Linked DNA regions of Pan troglodytes: region 2 is linked to region 1. A link is a contact called in public HiChIP or PLAC-seq data. All regions are on one chromosome and are shown on one strand. Each heading gives the region's core, a stretch centred on a gene start, on an enhancer-like site or on the middle of the called end of the contact. The rest is flanking DNA. Distances are from core to core; before and after follow the strand shown.

Region 1 (5,929 bases), core at 1,713-4,212:
ATGAAGAGGAAGAAGAAAATGATGATAAGGAGAAGAAAAGAAAAAGAAGAGGCAAGGGAATCAGGAGGCCTATTACAGCTTTTCTCCCCTCCCTGATTCATGAAATTTAAAAAAGCCCAAGACTATCCCAACAAAAAACAAGCAAAAAGATACACAAATAGTCGCTACCCAAACTTTGTTAATAATGACACAATGCTGCCACTCACGCCTGGCTCAGGACCTACCAGGAGGAGGGCGCCCTCCAGATTCTGCAGGGGAAGCGGAGGAGACTCCTCCTTCCCCAGGCTGCACCTCCACCGCTGCCCCAGAGGCCCACAGCTTCCAACCCACCCCAGGCCAGGCCCAGCCAGGCGGGTCAGCCCTGCAGCGCTCCTACCCGCCTTCCCAACCTCCAGACTTGCTGCTGCTGCCACCACTAGCGCTGATGCCAATACAACCACTGTTCCTGTTGCCCTCGGTCCACTGCTCCACCCTACAAGGCTCCTACCACCTGGATACCGCAGCAGCCCTGCCCTTGCCCAGGCAGCAGCCAGCCGCCCTCCTACTGCTCTGGCACTCTGCAGTCTCCATTGCTGCTCTCCTACCGCTCTGGTGCTCTGTAGTCTCCATCGCCATCACCAACCACAGCAAGATGAGCTGTGGTGCCCCCAGCTCCAGCCTCCAGCATGGAATAAGTGGCTCCTCCTCCTGGCACGGAGCAACTGGGCAGGCAAAGTCAGATAAGCCTAGAACAGGATGCAGAGAGTGGTAGCATTAGAGTCTCACCTTGTCATGCTGGCCACTAGGTGGCAGGGGCCAGTTTTAGCAAAGGCACTCACACCTACCCTCCAAAGTCCAGCCTCCCTTTTTGGCCCAAGTTCACCAGGAACTGGGGCCTGGGGTGGGGACTGGAGACACCACAGTACAGCGTCCGGGCTTCCCACTCAGCACGAACCGCTGGGCCCACCCCTGGCTGCGCTCCTCAGGAAGCAGAAGCAGCAGAAACTCAACCCCAGCCAGCCCTCCCCACCCAAGTGCCGGTACCTCTTCCTGACACCTCCACCCACAGGGCCCTGTCACTCTGTGATGTCCGCTACTGTGTGCCCAGGGGTCCCAGACGGTCTCAGCAACACATGGTGAGAGGGCGCGCGCCTGGGAACCACAGCGGGTCTAGGGGCCGGGCCGTGCTCAGGATCCCCGCAGAAATGCTGTGTGCTGGCCAGGAGCAGAAGGAGATGGCCCTCTAGAGACTGGAGTCCCTCTTACCTCCTCTGACCACCGCTGTCACTGACACCTCCGCTGCCCACTACCAGGGGGACGGTGCAGCCCCCGATAGCGCCCCCGACCCTCCCCCACAGCTGGCAGTGTAGCACCGGATGGCAACCCCAACCCGCCCCTGCCTCGGACACTGCAGCACCAATGGCACCCGCAACCCACCCCCTGCCTTGGGCAGCGCAGCCCGGGATAGCGCCCCCAACCCGCTCCCTGCCATAGGCAGTGGCTGTAGACAGTGTAGCCATGGGTGGCGACCCCAACCAGACCCCTGCTGTGGGCAGTGATGCCCCAATATGGCACCCAAATCGCCCCCTACCCCGGGCAGTGCAACCCTGGATAGTGCCCCTACCTGCTCCCCACCAGGAGAAGCAGCCCAGGATAGCACCCTCAACCCACTTCCTGCCTCCAGGCAGTGCAGCCACAGACAGCACCCAAACTTCCTCCCCACCTCGGGCAGTGCAGCCACAGACAGCACCCAAACTTCCTCCCCACCTCGGGCAGTGCAGCCACAGACAGCACCCAAACTTCCTCCCCACCTCGGGCAGTGCAGCCACAGACAGCACCCAAACTTCCTCCCCACCTCGGGCAGTGCAGCCACAGACAGCACCCAAACTTCCTCCCCACCTCGGGCAGTGCAGCCACAGACAGCTCACCTAAACCACCCCCTGCCAAGGGCAGTGTAGCCCCCTATAGCGCACCCAACCTGCCCCTGCTGCAGCCAGTGCAGCCCCAGATAGCACACCCACCCGCTCCCTGCTAGGCAGTACAGACCCCCGATAGCACCCAACCCACCCCTCCACCACAGGCAGTGTACCCGGCCCTCAGTAGCGCCCCCAACCACCCCCCCACCCCCTCTCCATGGGCAGTCCAGCCCCGGTACCAATCCCAACAACCCCCCACTACCTGTCTCAGTGTAGCCCCCAGAGAGCGCCCTCAACACCCCCCTCCCCACTGCCAGCAGTGTAGCACCCTATAGTGACCCTAACCCGTCCCCCACCACCAGCATTGCAGCCCCAAATAGTGCCCCCAACCCGCTCCCCACTGTGGGCAGTGCAGCCATGGATAGTGTCCCCAACCAGCTCCCAGATGCAGGCAATGATGCCCTGGATATCACACCCGCCCCCGTCCACCACAGGCAGAGTAGCACCGGATAGCAGCACCCACCCTCGCCACCAGCAGTGTTGCACCCACTAGCCCCCCACAACCTGTCCCCAACAAGGGCATTAGGGCATTGCAGCACCTGATAGTTCTACTAACTCACCCCCGCCCCCCGGCCGCGGGCAGTGCATCCCCAGATAGTGCCCCCAAAACTCCCCACTGCCTCAGGAATTACAGCTTGGGATAGCGCCCCAACCCATCTCCAGCCATAGGCTGGATAGCGCCCCCGGATAGCGCCCCCACCCCACTCCCCTCAGCGGGCAGCGACGCCCGAGGTACCACAATCAACCAGTCCCCCAACACGGGCAGTGACGCCCTGGATAGGGCCCCCAACCCGCCCCCCACGCCACAGGCAGTACGGCCTGGGATAACGAACCTATTCTGCCACCTTTTCACCATTCTGACTGCGCTGTAGTCACTCTCGCGGCCACCAACCGCAGCAGCGAGGTGAGCCACTGTAGGCTCCAGCCTCCAGCATGCGCGGTAGATGACTCTAGCCTCTGGCATGCGCGGCAAGTGGCTCCTCCTCCTTCTCCTCTAAGCCCGGCACAGAGCAGCTACGCAGGCCGACGCAGATGAGCCTGGAAGGGCGAGCCACCCCTCTTGGCATCCTTTATATACTGAGTTTAATGCAAATGAAGTTTCTCGACTACATAGTCTGATCGGATGAGAGAAACCTCTAGGCCTACTCTGATTGGGCTTTGTTATCTTGTTCTGATTGGTTATCCTAAGACTTGCTCTCATCCAGTCAGAACATGAAAATAAAGCACAATCAGAGTAGACCTAGAGGTTTTTCTCTCATCCAATCTGAACATGTAGTCCAGAAACCTTACTTGCATAACCTCGGTCTGTGGGGGGAGGGGTTCTTGCCATTCCAGGCACTTCTGCGTCTGCCAGCCCATCTGCTCCATGCCTAGGTTAGAGGAGGAGTCACCTGTCCCACGCTGGAGGCTTGAAAGCCTGCAGCAGCATGGCTCGGCTCGCTGCCGTTGGTGGCGGCGAGGGAGACTAGACCGCAGCCAGAGTGTAGAAAGGTGGCGGGGTGGATGAGCTATCCAGGGCTCACTGCCTGCGGCAGGGGGCGGGGAGGGGGACAGGTTGAATGCACGATCGGGAGCTGCACTGCCCGAGGTGGGAGGGGGGGCGGATTGAGGGCGCCATCGTGGGCTACCACCCGGTGGTGGGAGGCGTATTAGGGGCAGTATTGGGTGTTGCACTGCCCACAGCACGGGAAGGTTGGGTGCTTTACCGGGCGTCATTTCCCGCAGCCGCGGGGTGGCTTGCTGGGGGCGCTATCCGTGGCTGCACTGGTCGCGCTGGGGTACGGGTTGGGGGCGCTATCTGGGACATCAGTGCGCATGGCAGGGAACTTGTTGGCTGTGATATCCGAGGCGTCACTGCCCTTGGCTGGGGGCTGGTTGGGGGCTCTATCTATGGGCTACACTGCCCACAGCCAGGAGCGTGTTGGGGCGTTATCGGGGCGGACTGCCAGTGGCGGGGGTGGAGGTGCGGGTTGGGTGCTATCGGGGGGCTTCACTGCCTGGCAGGGAGTGGGTTGGGTGCGCTATTTGGGGTTAGACTGCCGGCGGTGGTTGACTCGGTGGGAGGTGAGGGGCAGAGGGAATGGGTTGGATGCACTATCGGGAGCTACACTGCCCGAGGCGAGGGGGAGATGGGGGCGCCATCGTTGGCTACACCGCCTGTAGTGGGGGGCGTGTAAGGAGCAGTAGTGGGTGTTGCATTGCTCATGGCGGGGGAGGGTTGGGTGCGTTATCCCGGGCGTCATTTCCCGCAGCGGCGGGGGCAGTGGAGGGGCTTGTTGAGGGCGCTATCCATGGCTGCACTGGTCGCTGAGGGGCAAGGGTTGGGGGCGCTACCTGGGACATCAGTGCCCATGGTGGGGAACTTGTTGGGTGTGTTATCCGAGGCATCACTCCCCATGGCTGGGGGCTGGTTGGGGGCGCTACCCATGGGCTGCACTGCCCACAGCCAGGAGCGTGTATGGGGCATTATCGGGGGCGGACTGCCAGTGGCTGGGTGGGGAGGCGGGTTGGATGCTATGTGGGGTTGCACTGCCCGGCAGGGAGTGAGTTCGGTGCGCTATCTGGGGTTGCACTGCCGGCGGTGGGTGGCAGATTGGGTGCCCTATCGCTACACTGCCGCGGCGAGTACCGGGTTGGCGGCGCTATCCTGGGCTACACCGCCGGTGGCGGGAGGCGTTTTAGGGGCGCTATCTGGTGCTGCACTGCCCGCGCAGGAGTTGGGTTGGGTGACCTACTCCAGGCGTCACTGCCCGAGGCTGGGGGCTGATTTGGGGCGCTATCCCGGGAGTCATTTCCTGTGGCGAGGGGCTGGTTGAGGGTGGTATCCGTGGCTGCACTGCCCACAGCACAGAGCGGGTTTGGGGAGTTATCCCGGGCTGCGCTGCCCGTGGCAGGGGGCAGGCTGCCAGCGCCATTGGGTGCTGCATGTACTAGGCACGGACGAGTTAGGGGCGCCATCTGGGACTGCACTGCCGGTGGCGGGCGGTGGAGGTGTCAGTGACAGCGGTGGTCTCCAAGAGAGGAGCGGTCCTCCTCTTCCCGGCCACCTCCTCCTGTTCTTGCTCAAGTGCGGCGGGCGCACAGCATTTCCTGAGCGCGGCAGGGGCCCCAGCCCCGTGGTGCTTCCTGGACCCGCCTCCTCTTGCTCTGTGTTGCAGAGACCGCCTGGGACCCCCGGGCACGCAGTAGTGGACACGAGGAGGCTACAGGGCCCTGTGGGTGGAGGAGGCATCAGGAACGGGAACCCGCACTTGGGTGGGGAGGGCTGGCTGGGGTTGAGTTTCTGCTGCTCCTGCTTCCCGAGGAGTGCAGCCAGGGTGGGTGCAGCGGTTCCTGTGGAGTGGGAAGCCCGGGCACTGTGGTGTCTGCAGTCCCCACTCCAGGCCGCAGTTCCTGGCCAGCTTGCGCTAAAAGGAGAGGCTGGACTTTGAAGTGTGGGTGTGAGTACCTTCGCTGAAACCGGCCCCTGCCACCCAGTGGCCAGCATGACAAGGTGCGCTCTAATGTTACCACTCTGCATCCTGTTCTAGGCTTTTCTGGCTTTGTCTGCCCGGATGCCCAGTGCCCTGAGAAGGAGCTACATGCCACATGCTGGAGGCTAGAGCCTGTGGCACCATGATTTGCCTCCGATGGAGGTGGCTGAATTAGGCTTCCCAGAGACTGCAGTGTCCCAATCCAGGATCTGTCTATGTGCTGTATTGTGTGGCCACTGGGACTTTGCAGACATGATGGTGATAAGGAGCCTGAGGTGAGAGACAATTCTGGGTTTTCCGCATGGCTCCAGGGTGGGGTCTTTATAAGGGAAAGAGGAAGGCAGGAGGAGGGTCACAGTGAGAGGAGGAGATGTGGGGATGGAGGGAGAGAGAAGGAGAGAGGAGTCCAGGGAGAGGAAGACAGAAAGTGGGGGGAGAGAAGATCAGGAGAGAGATCTGAAGATGCTGAGCTCTGGCTTTGTAGTTAGAAGAAAGGGCCAG
Region 2 (5,481 bases), core at 2,304-4,803, 200 kb before region 1:
AGACCAGGGAATCTTATAAACATGTTTAGTTCTTAAATCACAATTAACAGAAAATATTTAGAGTTGAGTCTAAAAATCAGACCAAGATCAATTTCACTTAGCAGCCAAATCCACAGTATAAGAAGATGCCCCTTAGCACGCTTTATTTTACTTATTCCACAAGACAATCTGTAAGGCTGGAATTATTAGTCCCATTTTACAGATGAGGAAAGGAGGACTCAGAGAGAAGTGGCTCAGGCAGCTGGAAAGGAGCATGGCTGGGACAGGACTGGCTCTTCTGATTCTCCCAGTCAGAAGACTTTCCCCTGAACCAAAGGCACACACCTCTGAGTTCAGGGATCGAATCGTTTTCTGGCTCATCATTATGCATTCACTTCAGAATACCTTTTTTTCTTTCTTTCTTTTTGGCATTGTTGTTTGTTTGGGGAGGTGGAAATATGTTTCTAAAGAAATTCTCCAATCCTGTACAGTCCAGGGGTCCCCAACACCCAGGCCCAGGACCTGTCCCGGTCTGTGGCCTGTTAGGAACCTGGTTGCACAGATGGAGGTGAGCGGCCGAGGAGTGAACATTACTGCCTGAGCTCCACCTCCTATCAGATCAGCAGCAACATTAGATTCTCATAGGAGCACAAACTCTATTGTGAACTGCCTGTGCAAGGGATTTAGGTTGCACGCTCCTTATGAGAATCTAACTAATGCCTGATGATCTGAGGTGGAACAGTTTCATCCCGAAACCATCCCCCAGTCCCAGTCAGTGGAAAAATTGTCTTCCATGAAACCAGTCGCTAATGCCAAAAAGGCTGGGGACTGCTGCCCTACACTACCGTGCATGCTCTCCCACCTCCCTGCTTCTCCCCCACTGCTTCTACAATAGCTAAGTCACATCGGGTGACAGTACTCCAAAATGGCCTTTCCTTTCTCTGGGGCATTCACAAAGTAGGGCCAGGGTAGAGGAGGGCCTGACTCTCTGTAGGACCTGGTAAAGAAACCATCTCTCAGCTGGGCATGGTGGCTCATGCTTGTAATCCTAGCACTTTGGGAGGCTGAGGTGGGCGGATCACTTAAGGTCAGGAGTTGAGACCAGCCTGGCCAAAATGGTGAAACCCTGTCTCTACTAAAAATACAAAAATTAGCCGGGTGTGGTGGCACACACCTGTAGTCCCAGCTGCTTGGGAGACTGAGGCACGAGAATCACTTGAACCCGAGGGACGGAGCTTGCAGTGAGCCAAGATCGCACCACCACACTCCAGCCTGGGCGACAGCCTTTGAGACTCCATCTCAAAATTAAAATAATAAAAAAAAGAAGCCATCTCTTCCTCACCCCTCAGACAAACCCAGACATGCCCAAGTTTTGACGTTATCTTCATTGTCACATCCTTTCCAGGGTTTCCTTTTGATTTCCACCGACCTGAAGTATGAAACATCCTCAAAGCAGCAGCCAAGTTTCCACGGATGGGAAGGTCTGAACCTGATAAGTGGACAGTGGAGGGGGAAGTCAGCCCCTTGATTGCCGGTTTGCAATTCACCCCAGGAAGTAAATGGTCCTTAATCCTACAACTACTGTAAACCCAGAAGGGAAAGACAGTACACACTGGAATTGTAAAGCCCTTGTGAATTGCTTAGGCAGAAAGTTTTCTTTCTTAAGCCTTCAGGAACCCAGAATAAGGCAGACTGTGTTAAAGGGCTAAATAGAGGTGTCTGAATGTGAGTGTATGCATGCTGCGTGTGTCTGTGTTTATGTTTGTTTGTTTGTTTGGGGCAAGAAAGATTCTAGGACAAGAGCTCGGCATGTACTTCTGACCAGGTGGGTAAGAAACTCTAAGTCTGTATTTGTATTGGTCATTCTCAGTGGAAATCCCTTAGGCCCTCTAGTGGTTTTCCCCTACCTGCATATTGGTTTTCATGTTTTATATTCACTGTTACTATCTTCTGTGTTTAATTAAAATTGTTTTCTATCAACTTCAACCTTGGTTTTTTTATTTGAGAAATGGCCTGCCCTGAATTTTTAAAAAATAAAATAGGAGGCCAGCCACAGTAGGCCATGCCTGTAATCCCAGCACTTTAGGAGGCCAAGGTGGGCGGATCATGAGGTCAAGAGGTCGAGACTATCCTGGCCAACATGGTGAAACCCAGTCTCTACTAAAAATACAAAAATTAACTGGGAGTGGTGGCACGCACCTGTAGTCCCAGCTGCTTGGGAGGCTGAGGCAGGAGAATCGCTTGAACCTGGGAGGCGGAGGTTGCAGTGAGCCGAGATGGCACCACTGCACTCCAGCCTGGCGACAGAGCAAGACTCCAACTCAAAAAAATAAAATAAGACATAGAAAAGGGAAGAGACCTAAGGTTGCACAGACATCAAGGCTTGATTTTAAAAGAGAATTCTTTACCTCCGAAATCTTTCCAAGAAGGAACAGGGTAACCACAGGAAACTCTAAAAGTTGCATCACTTCAAGCTCTGGGATTTTTCACCCACCACAGATTCAATGAAATGGCAGTGCAGAGTACTAAACTCAGACAATTCATAACTGAGAATGATATTAATGTGTCAGAGCACCTAATCAATGGGGAGAAATTGGGGCAGAAGAGAAGAAAAGCGGAACCAGTGTAGATAATGCAACAAATGAATGGAAACTACATACTGTTTTTTGCAGCACTTACAGTCTAGTGGGGGAATGGAAAGAGGAGAGCTGTTTATAGAGTGCTTGCCGTGTGCCAAGCCCCGTGCTGATTACCCCTCCAGTGTCACTTCATTTAGCCTTCTACTCAAGAAAGAATTATGATCCCATTTTAGAGATGACGAAACAGAGATAAGAGGGGTTAATCACACCAAGTCAGTAAATGGCACAGATAGAAATTGAATCTTGCGTCTTTCTAATCCCAAAGTTGCAGTTGTTGACATGAGGCCGAACTCGAAACTGAAATCACTTAAAGCTCACTTACCACTATGAACAAGAGACACGGCGTATAAAAGCATGATTAAAGAGGTCTTGATCATCAAAGGCGGCTAGACTGGGGAGTTTTGGCGATCCATAAGGGCTGTGATTCGATCATTTTGTAGTATACGTCTGGCCATAATAGATGCACCCACAAGTGTTTGTTAGAATAAATGATAAGCTGCCATGCTTCATTCTTTGGGATGCTCCTTTCTGACCAAAAAAGTTATTTGGTGTATATCCAGATTCATTCTGAAACATAAATGTTCAGCTATGGTATTTACTCAAACAGGTTTTTCTTTCTCAGCTGCTGGCGTATCTTTTTCCCCTCCCAGCTGAGGGTGTAAACTCCAAGCCAATGCACCGAACCTGACCCAGACTCAAGGTGTTTTCATAAGCTGCTGAAAAGCATTTCCAAAACAAAAGATAACTAGATTATACTTTAAACTTCTGGATTTCGCTTACCTGTAGCTTAGAGGAAATCGACTAATAAAGATCCCAAAGTTATACACTACAGGACAGTACAACTTAACCAGAGGAAAGACATTGGCCTGAAGAATTTCGAGCCTCGGCGCTTGCCGTTGCTCATCCTGCTGCGGCGCTGGTCGCGCCTGCGCTTTGGTTCTTGGAAGGCGGTGCTCTGAGAAGCCGGACAACGCGGCAGCCGCTCTTCAAAGCGGAGCCGGGAGTTTTTGCTACAGTTGTCGCCACCATGAGTCGCAGCTATAATGATGAGCTGCAGTTCTTGGAGAAGATCAATAAAAACTGCTGGAGGATCAAGAAGGGCTTCGTGCCCAACATGCAGGTAAGGCAGGAGAGCAAATGGCGGGGCCTTCCGTGCTCCGTCCCCGGCCCGGCCGGCGTCCACTGCGCCCTCTGGACCTCCCCTGACCACTGGGTCCGCCCCGGCCCCTTGCAGAGTTTCCCTCATCCCGTCCTTCTCCCCTCACGGTTCTGGGGCTGCCCAACCTGTTCCGGCACCACCTCCCGCCAGGAGAGGTCCCCGAACCACGAGGACAAGCTAAGTGCGGTGGATATGGGAATCTAAATAAATACGAAATTGGGGTTTCCAAAGCGTTTTCACAGATCAGTCTCATAAACGTATCGTGAGCTGTTTTACGTTCGCAGAAACTTCAGTGATCTTTTCCAGGGTGGAACAGCCAGCCCCAGGTTCATTTGCTGGGACTGGAATTCACCTCCTCTGAGTCATGCTGGTTATTTAAATAACGTTTACAAACCTTTGTTCACTAAACCAGGTTTTCAGCATTCAGTATCCCATGTTGGTTTTTAATAAAGCGATGTCATTTCTTGCAGTAGCGCAGGGCAGGGCCTGTTTGATTTTAATATTCACTTCACAGAAGGACCTCGAGGATCTGTCGGTGACATAGCTTCCTCTACCCACCTAGGAAGAAGCTCAGCCAGGACTTGATGTCCGGTTTACTGCTTTGACGTCCCAGATGGAGACTTGAGGGCTCAGGATCATCAGATAGTTTGAAAGCCTGGGCTCTGTATCTCTCGGCCTTCATCACCATCTGTGCTCATATTTTTATTAATGTGAAAAAAGAAAACGTTTGTGAAGTTTTGCAACGTATTTTTAAATAGTTTTTGAAATCCCTGAAGGTGCCAAGTAAATGCTTCAAAGGTTTACCATCTCGTCTCACGTCTTGGTAAACAGCTCCCAATAGTCACTCCATTCTTTTATTCAGAATCAAAGCTTATTGAGTTTCCTTTGTTGGCAAGTCACTTACACTGAGGGAAGAAAAAGCGCACGGGGATAAATCTGTGTTCTGTTTGCTGTTTGGCCACTTTCTTTGTGTGGAAACCGTTACCCTGAAGGAAGGAATAGAAAATCTAACATAGGGGGAGCGCAGTGGTTCATGGCCTGTAATCCCAACGCTTTGGGAGGCCAAGGCGGGAAGATCCTTTGTGCCTAGGACTTTGGAGACCTGCCTGGGCAATATAGTGGGACCCTGTCTCTACAAAAAAAATTTAATTAGCCAGGCGGGGTGGTGTGCACCACAGCTACTCAGGAGGCTGAGGCAGGGGGATCGCTTGAGCCTGGGAGATCTTGGCTGCAGTGACCCGTGATCATTCTAAACTGCACTCCAGCCTGGGTGACAGAGTGAGTCTCAAAAAAAAAAAAAAGAAAAAGAAAACACCATGACATGATTATCTGTAGGATCTAATAACACAGACTGTCATTGTCTGGCAGGTGTTCTGACTCAGCCTTTGATGCACACACTGCTGCTCATTCTATCTAGGGGCAAGTCTAATTTTGCTAGGCAGTTCTGGTTTAAGTTTGTATACAGCACTTTACTACCACCTTTCCTTTGGGAATAGAGACTTGGAATGTTAATGCATTGCTCTTAAAACGCTATTGACTTCTAAGCATGAATTGTGCTTCCATCCTTATGAGATCAGTGAATTTCACACAGATAATCATCTGTTACTAAATCTCCATTTCTCCCCCAAGACCCACATGTTGGACTAAAAATTTCTCTTTATTCCCTTAAAACACTCCCCTCCCATCTTTACGTCATTTTTGCGT

What was found. HiChIP or PLAC-seq counts read pairs in DNA pulled down with a chosen protein or histone mark.
Region 2: an H3K4me3 HiChIP or PLAC-seq map of stem cell-derived excitatory neurons shows a contact between it and region 1, with 2.6 times the contacts expected there. The contact joins the promoter of RTCB here to the promoter of RFPL2 in region 1. A contact is called at or near these places in 1 of 1 datasets of contacts at active chromatin or transcription factors (stem cell-derived excitatory neurons) and 1 of 1 other capture datasets (stem cell-derived neural stem cells).

Annotation. Positions count from the first base shown.
Region 1 is chr23:34,306,200-34,312,128 of NHGRI_mPanTro3-v2.0_pri, reverse strand. It overlaps RFPL2 (ret finger protein like 2), which reads left to right and starts at 2,962. Exons shown (of 5, transcript XM_063808233.1): 1 at 2,962-3,543; 2 at 5,486-5,703.
Region 2 is chr23:34,508,367-34,513,847 of NHGRI_mPanTro3-v2.0_pri, reverse strand. It overlaps RTCB (RNA 2',3'-cyclic phosphate and 5'-OH ligase), which reads left to right and starts at 3,553. Exons shown (of 12, transcript XM_001152688.5): 1 at 3,553-3,738. The coding sequence starts at 3,646. LOC107970231 (a long non-coding RNA gene) reads right to left here and starts at 3,520. Exons shown (of 3, transcript XR_008541675.2): 1 at 3,399-3,520. BPIFC (BPI fold containing family C) reads left to right here. Exons shown (of 18, transcript XM_009438245.4): 18 at 1,385-1,965. The coding sequence ends at 1,507.